Regions from separate parts of the Mus musculus genome. Here all the other regions are linked to region 1. Evidence: chromatin contacts called from public Hi-C and HiCAR-type data. All regions are on one chromosome and are shown on one strand. The core of a region is the stretch at or near the end of the contact, and the rest is flanking DNA. Distances in the headings are between cores, read along the strand shown.

Evidence for each region. Hi-C and Micro-C count contacts between places; a contact is called where the count stands out from the background. HiCAR-type assays count read pairs that join an accessible place to other places.
Region 2: a contact with region 1 is called in a Hi-C map of uterus, with 2.7 times the contacts expected there. The contact joins two enhancer-like sites. A contact is called at or near these places in 9 of 484 Hi-C or Micro-C datasets (the N1E-115 cell line, embryonic stem cells, nephron progenitors and 1 more) and 1 of 115 datasets of contacts at active chromatin or transcription factors (fibro-adipogenic progenitors).
Region 3: a contact with region 1 is called in a HiCAR-type map of fibro-adipogenic progenitors, with 3 times the contacts expected there. The contact joins two enhancer-like sites. A contact is called at or near these places in 3 of 484 Hi-C or Micro-C datasets (embryonic fibroblasts, nephron progenitors and uterus) and 1 of 115 datasets of contacts at active chromatin or transcription factors (fibro-adipogenic progenitors).

What each region holds. Positions count from the first base shown.
Region 1 is chr1:186,181,364-186,184,063 of GRCm38.p6, forward strand. No RefSeq gene overlaps it. Among named protein-coding and RNA genes, the nearest start is that of Gm35201, 45 kb to the left of the region's middle. Within about 2 kb of position 1,433, at least 99 of the 459 cell types and tissues checked have an H3K27ac peak or open chromatin away from gene starts, as enhancers often do. A contact at or near this core is called in fibro-adipogenic progenitors and uterus, where this site is marked.
Region 2 is chr1:186,346,458-186,349,157 of GRCm38.p6, forward strand. No RefSeq gene overlaps it. Among named protein-coding and RNA genes, the nearest start is that of Gm35341, 60 kb to the right of the region's middle. Within about 2 kb of position 1,389, at least 19 of the 459 cell types and tissues checked have an H3K27ac peak or open chromatin away from gene starts, as enhancers often do. A contact at or near this core is called in uterus, where this site is marked.
Region 3 is chr1:186,012,624-186,015,323 of GRCm38.p6, forward strand. No RefSeq gene overlaps it. Among named protein-coding and RNA genes, the nearest start is that of Lyplal1, 100 kb to the right of the region's middle. Within about 2 kb of position 1,423, at least 11 of the 459 cell types and tissues checked have an H3K27ac peak or open chromatin away from gene starts, as enhancers often do. A contact at or near this core is called in fibro-adipogenic progenitors, where this site is marked.

The sequences.
Region 1 (2,700 bases), core at 183-2,682:
TCAGTGTACATACAAATGGCTCGCTCTGTCAGCCAATGAGGCACAGGCTGATGAATGATTGGTTCCTGGAAGGAGAAAACATGCTACCATATGTAATTAAGGTACATTGAGATGATCTAAGCACATGAGCTTATTTCAATCATATCAGGAAAGCACCCAGCCTTAGGAAAGAGGAAACTTCCTCACCTGGAACATATAATACTGCCATGTACAGTGGTGACTCTGCTGATCTGTCACCTGATACCTTGTGTGTGCTTTAAAGGGACAACAGGCAGGGAACATTCCAGCATCCCAGGGTCTTCAGCTTGATTTGCCTTCACTGGTGACACAGTCTGTTTTAACTGTTCTCTCTGTTTGCTATTTGTACAGTGTAGAATTCTGCAGTGGTAGCCATGTGTAACCTAACATAAGTTTTATGTCTATATAGTATTGATATATTTACTGTGTAGTGTGTGTGTGTGGTATAATTGCTGTTGTAATGTGTGATCTGAGCTTAGAATAAAAGAACCTATTTCTTCAGCCAGCTACCTGGAGACTTTGGGACTCCTTGACAAATGTTGCCAATAAAACCAACCTAGCTGATTGTTATTTAATAAAGCCCAGCACTGTGAAAAGATACAAATGTGGCTGTGTTTACAAGTCAGCGAGCTCACAGCAGTTCGCCCAGATCTCTCCTTTTCAGAGATGGTGATAAAGCTATATTGACTTCGTAAAACAGATAAAGAAATTGGAGTGAGAAATACAAGATATTGAGTCAGCACAGCCAGGGATCAAGATGTTCCCTGGAGTCTTTTTGTGTGATCACGTCCCATAGCCAAGTTCACTTATCCAAGAGGAACAAGTGATTAGCCAGTTCTTTTTTTCTTTCTTTCTTTCTTTTTTTTTTTTTTTTTAAATGAACTTTGGCACTCAGCAAAATGAATGTGGAAGACATATGGCTGGGTCCTGTGGCCAAAGTCAGAATTGAAAATTTTTCCCTTTCAGGTCGTTGGCAATCTAGCTTGAGAGCCCCTGGCCAGCTAGAGGTTTGTCCTCTCTCTGTCCTGTGTTCTGCTTAGCATTTCTTTGGCTCTTTCTGAATCAGTGAATGATATCTGCCTTTACAGTAGAGAGAAATTTGTCATTTTGAGATTGGTAATATGTCAGCGACTCCATGCCCTACCTACAGCACACGCTAGCTGCAGGGACTGTGGGAGCAGGCACCGTGCCTATCTCCATGTCTACAGGAGTAGACAACAACGTCCTCCCTAACTCCTGACCCCTGCAAAGGGCTTCCCCGAGATGAGAGCTGCGCTACACAGTTATTTATGAGACGTTAACCTTCGATCATTTCCAAGGCACAACAAAGCCTTCTTCTCTGGGTTACTTATTTATTTATGCCAGCATTACAGTACTTCATTATTGCCACAGGGGGAACCGTCGGCTTAATTTTGCTTCGGAGACAGTGCTGCTGAAGTCATTCGGCTAATGATTTATGCCCCGCGTGACTGGGCAGTCGTCTGTGCTTGCTGATTATATCTTGTTTACTGTTTATAACCAGCAGTCATTATGCCACCGAAGGCCCCTGCCAGCTCACCGCGTTTATTTATCCCTGTGGATCTTTAGATACGCTGGTTAGTATAGAAAACTTTTGAATGGTTTAGTATTTTTTAAAAGCCCCAGAAGCTGTGAATTAAACCACTGTGCTCTCTGCCTCACGGGAGAAAGAGTTTGTTGAGAGTGAGCGGTGAACAGCACGCCCCCATCCCCCAGCTCTCCTGCTTGCTTCTGGTTTGATCAGAAAGAAAGCCTGAGTGCTTTTCAGGAATATGGGGCTGTGACTCCGTCATCAGTTTTGGGTTCTGAGATCACAGGTTTTTCCCCTTGGCTGCCGCAGATTTTACCATATTAAGGAAACAGTTTGCTTAGAGAAATGCTGCACGTGTATACAGGTATACAGGCTAGGTTTGGTGGCTGGCAGGACTCACCCATTTAGCCCTGGGGCCAGCCTCTGTGAACAAAACCTTTACAACCAGCCTGCAAGATTTTTTTTTCTTTGTTCTGAGATGCACAGGGCAGATGAACCACATGGACAGGCAGAGAAAGGGACGGTTTGTATAACGTGGCAACATGTTTCCGCACTGGGAGGTGGCGAGGCATCCTTCACTCTGATTTGTGAGACAAATTCCCTCCTCGATGGGCGCTGGAATTCACCAATGAGTCTAAATGGTCTATAAGCCCCAGGCACCTGCCTAGATCTGCTCCTCAGGGCAGAGAATGACACCACACCTGACTTTTCTACTAAGGGGTTGGGGATCTGAACTCTGGTCCTCACGTTTGCCTGGCAAGCTCTTTACCCACTGAGCTATTCTGCTTGCCCTTTGCAACGATCATGTACAAATGCCTGTCTTGACACTGTTCCCACTCAGAGAGAAGGAAGGAAAACCTTACTGTTCTTGTGAGCAGCCGCAGACCAATCTGGATGACTGGTTCTGAACTTAGCTTTCTCCATCGAAGCTGTTGGCTGCCGAACCCTCCCCGCTCCTCCCCCCACTTTCCTTTGCTTTTACTTTTACATAGTTCTCTCTCTCTCTCTCTCTCTCTCTCTCTCTCTCTCTCTCTCTCTCTCTCTCTCTGCCCCTGGAATAGCTTCATATCTCTGCTCCTTAGTCAGCCAGTTCAGCCTGGTCACAGAGCTGCTTTCTCTGTAGACTGGTGATC
Region 2 (2,700 bases), core at 139-2,638, 170 kb after region 1:
CAAACCTCAGGGACAGAGAGGCACAGAACCTCTGTGCGAATGTTTACTCTGAGGGCTGTAATTTGGATAAGTAGAGGGAAAGCAGACTTCATTAAATTTGCAATGAAACTGCCGGGTACATCAGGATGCAGAACAGGGGATAATAGAGCTCCACTATGCTTTGGGTTATTTTATTTAGATTGAGTTTGATCGTCTTTAATACTGAATTCTGAGTCTCAGGAAGCGTAGACTGTGTATTTCTTTTAAGTATATGCAAAACAAACAAACAAAAAAACCAACAAAAACAAAACTAATATCTTCAACAAATAAAAAGCTGCTTTTGAATGAAGAACCATGGGAATCTCCATCACAATTACACTAAATTAATATCCCTACTAAGAGAGTGAGCTTCACAAACAATTGAAAAGGAAAGCAATACAAAAACACCTCTTTTTACACATTAGCCACCCTGCTATAAACATCAAGGAAGAGTGAGATGCCTCATGCACAGGTGGAGCATGCGGTGTCAAGATAGATAGATAGATAGATAGATAGATAGATAGATAGATAGATAGATAGATGGATGGATGGATGGATGGATGGATGGATAGATAGGTAGATAGAGAGATAGAGAGACAGAGAGATAGAGAGATAGAGAGATATAGATACTCAGGAAGCAACTTTTATGACCAGAGATGCTTTTAAGAATGAAAAATTAAGACACAGTTAACACACACCACCAATACACCACACCATAGAACATAACTTAGATGAGCTAATCTGCAAGAGTGGAGTAAAAAAATGAGGTAATGCTGTTGAGGGGATTATATTCAAAATATGGCAAGACATCAATAGTGACCGAGCGGAGGAAGGAAGGCGTCTCAGCTGTTAGCAATAAGGCAACCGCAAATTTGCAAGATGTATTAACTGCTTCAGTAACTGGTAGTTCAAGAAGTTTAATCCCCAAGACTTCATGCGACCGTCTGTGACAGGGCTGCCCGAGCTATACATCTTTTTCTTGGCCGTGGTTACTGAAATTCTTCCTCCCTTCGTCCTTCCCTCGAGGGTCAGTTCAGGAAGAAAGAGTAGTAGATGGAGAGCTGGCTTCTTGTCTTTCCTCATCCTGCAAAGACTGCCTCCACCACGGACAAGAGGAATGTGTAATGTTGCTCAGACAGGCGGAGGAACTGACACCACGTTTTCTATATCACCCAATGTGCTGAAGGGTGCAAATCATTTGTAAAAGCATTAAGTTGGTTACATTGGCTAAGCAGTTGAAATTGTAAGCTCTTGAATGTCAAGCGCTGACCCTGTGGGGTGGGGGGAGGTTGAAGTGGAATGGTGTGGTGGAGGGCAGGCTTTGGGTCATGTTTTATACTGGAAGTTTAATTGTCCTGGCAAGGATGTTGAAGTGACTCATTGAGCTGAAGTGGATTCTATCTTCCAGCACAGATTTGAAATGGGGGAGGATAGCGCAGCAATAGTATCTTTAAAAGAATTGGCTTAGTTTGCCTCAGCCCCTAACTACTTCCATGCAGATTCATTTGTTTTGGACACCAATGTTGAAAGCAAGCCAATGATAGCAAAAATAGTGTCTATGTCGCCCCTTTTGAACCCACACAAACCTTTTCACTGTGTTTAAGCCAGGGATTTTTTTTTCCAAAGAAAATTACATGTTCTTTGGTCCTTTCCGATCTTTTATTGAAGAACGTTAAATAGTTTATAGCTAGAAAGAATTATAAAGTCATCATGACACCAAGTTTGTGCAATGGTGTTTTCCAAATGTGTTTTGATTATTCTCACAGAAACTCTCATCCCACTCAGAGATGAGTGTTTCTAACTTGGCGTTGTAAGGTGAGTCATGCTGTCTGTTTATCCCCGGGACATAGGTGCTGGATTTACCTTGCTTTAAAGGAATGCTCTCTGCATGGGTTTTATAATCCTTTGCTAGTCAGTGGCCAACCCCCTGAGATGCCCCTTGTGTCACTGAAAATAGTGAACTCGAAACTCCAGCACAGAGCAACCCTTTACTATCAGCTGGGGAAATTTTCTGCTGGAAGACTGTTGCATATGCTTGCAGAAATGCTGCCTCTTAAATCCCCACCCCTAAGAGTGTAATCAGAGCTATTCCAAAGGCAAGTAGGACCAAGTAATCTCCATCCAGAGGGTGTCACAGAAAACCTGTGGATGCTATTGCTGGGCTGGGAAGGGAAATCAGGGAAGGATGCGGAGAACAGGGACATTTTGTTCCCAGAATACCTTTACTAAGAGACTCTTAAGATGAAGCTAGTAGTCACTGCATGATAAATGGGTTTTGAATCGTGTGGAAGCTCAGGGGAGGGACTGGCATTTTGATTACCCAGATTCAAATCAGACCAAGGAGAGTAGAAAGGGGTTAATTTCTTAGAAATCTCAGAAGCAGAATGAACAGGCTCCAGTAATAAAAATAAAATAAAATAAGCAGTAATGAAGCAGCTGAGTGATAGAATTTCTTTCAGTCTTTGAAGTGGGAAAGTGTCGTGATGAATTCTGTTGGTCCAGGTGAACTTGGGTCACCTACAGGAAGCTCTGCTGGCGACAAAAGAAACATAAACTTGCAGCCATGATAAGATCATTGCTAGAGGAGTCAGAGACCATCACTGTGGGAGTGACCACTGAAGGCTGGGGGGAAAGTATGCTCTCTAAACTGGAGAGAATGGAAAGATAAAGCTAGAATCCGTG
Region 3 (2,700 bases), core at 173-2,672, 170 kb before region 1:
CAATAGTTAATATTGATTGTCAGTTTGACGGGATCTAGAATCACCTAGGAGGTAGACCTCTGAGCTTGCCTATGGGGGATTATCTAGAGGATATTAACTGAAGTGGGAAGAACCATCCAAAATACTGGCTACATTTTCCACACGCTAGGGACCTGCCTTGCATTAGATGGAGAAAGCCAGCTAAGGATGAATTCACAGTGCTCTGCTCCCAGACTGTAGAAGCAGTGTGCCCATTCCATCCTGCCCATGGCAGCCCCACCATGACAGACCATTGGACTGTAAGCCAGAGCAAAGCCTTCCTTCCCCTAGTCTTTATATCAGATACCTTTTTGCAACAACAAAATACTTCAAAATCCATATAAATGCCCCTAAAGAAAATAATTCATGATAGCTTTTCTTAACATATTCAGATATAGTCAAGGAAATTTGATTTTTAAAAGTCAGCTTCAAGAAAGTTAAAGTTTCAGAAAAAGTAGTGGGCAGTAACAGCGTTCTGTCTTGGCTCCACTCTGAACCCTGATAGTTTTCGCCCCTGTGGCTGAAGTCTCTGTGTTCTTCCATCTCAGGCAGCTCAAGGAACAGTGACTCTCTGCAGTGGGAGGAGAACCAACAGTACAGTCAGACATTCCTGGATGAGAACCACAGCCACCGCACTGTTTAAGTCATGAGTTCTTGGACGAATCACCTCAGTTTTCTGACTCCAACTTTCCCCATCTGTCCAATGAGGGGGGGGGGGGATACAGGACCACACCATGGTCTATAAAGCCTTCTAAAAATTCTAGTATACATGTTTTCACTTTGCTATGCCTAAATGCCTTCCCTAAATGGCTACACAGGAGCCTCTGTGAGCCAGTTCCTTCTCATTTGTTGCTTTCTAGATGATATTTTTAAGAAATTATTTTGAACACTTTATTTCTACTTTATGTGTGAGTGCTTTGCCTGAATGTATATGTGTGCACTACCAGAGTAGCTGGTGCCTGTGGAGGCCAGAAGATGGCATCAGTTCCCCTGTATTGGGTTGTGAGGCACCACATGGGGCTGCAATCCAAACTTGGATTCTCTGCAAGTAGCGGATGTTTTCTTAACTGCTGAGCCCATGCTTCTGCCCCATTAAACAGTGTCTTTGATTGACAGATATCATGCCCCTTTATGGGGTTCAGTATTATATTTCTGTACATTTGTACATGACATAGTGATCAGATCAGGGTATTTAGGCTATCCATCATCTCAAACAGCTATCATGTCTTTGTGCTGAGGACATTCATAATCTGCTTTTCTAGCCATTTGAAATTATGCAATATTGTTTAAGCTTCTTTTGTGCTTTCCAAGGCCAAATGCATGTGATCATGCACGATACATATTACAGAGATGTGATAGCTTACAATCGTGTTTGCTCACCCTGGTAGGTTCAGGCTCAGATAACCTCCAACTGGCTATCTGTTGAAACACTTTATACTTTTATAGGGTGAATCCAGAGTGCATTGAGTAATGCATAATAAAATCAGTTTTAGGGGAAAGGACCCAAGTTTAAAAGAGAGAGAGAGAGAGAGAGAGAGAGAGAGAGAGAGAGAGAGAGAGAGAGGCAGATAAGCAGAGTAAAATAGTCTCCAATGACTTCATCATGAAGTAATGACTTTTACCAAATAACTGCACTGCAGCTTTATCTTCCCAACCAAGGTTGTGCTAATGCTCTAAAATTAAGTCTCTTGTGAAAGTTATCTGGAATTTCTCAACAAGTTTTTAAAGGGGTTTTATTTTTTCACTAGAGGTCATGCCTCAAGAATTTGTAGGAATTCCGCCTGGAAAGTAGTAATCAGTGGAAACTGGCAGTCAAAGCTAATTTATATTACTCTTCCAGATAAAAATTCCTTCCATCTTAGACCTGCATTTCAAAAAAAGATTATTATCACTCTGGAAAGAATACATCAGTTTAGAAGAAAGTGACCTCAAGGATGTGTTTCCTGCCTCTGTACAAAGCCCAGGCTGCAGCACCTTAAGCATCTTTGAAATCCTCTCTTCTGAAACGCCTTGTGGATACCTAGAGCATGAAGATGTAGAAGGATGTTTGGGATTTTTGAAATGATGCCCCCTCATTTGTTTCCCTTGAGAATTAGTGGGGGGAGACAGGAAGGAAGAATATACAGAAGGGAGATAGTTCATACATCAATATGTTTTTATTCCCTTTGTAGCTAAATGGCTTGGTTGTTCCATTTGCTGTGGTCCTGTTGTTCAAACGCATGACACATTCATGAGCAGGGTACATAATGGAATGATTTGGCTATTTTAGTGGCAGGGTTGAATTTAAATCTTCATATCTTCTTTATGTAGCCCTGCCCCCATCTGTTTGTTATGTTTACCTCTCCAAGCCTCAGTGTCCCCAACTCTAAAATGGCATTCATTGAGTGGTTAGAGGCATTTGTCATGATCCTATGTGCATTATTTGGCTCTGCATTTTGTTAGCACCAGGTAAAAGTTTACTATAATGACCATGAGCAATACGAGTTCCTTCTACCTTCTCCATTCCTTCCTGAGGATTTCAGAAATGCCATCCTGACATATTGAAGTCGCTTTCATAAATCCATTAGTGAAAATCACTAGATTCCATTGATGATGGAAACTAAAGTCTTCAAACAGTCCAATCAATGCCAATGAAAAGCCACAACAGCCATTTGCAAGCTAGGCTCTTCGTGACTGTGTGCT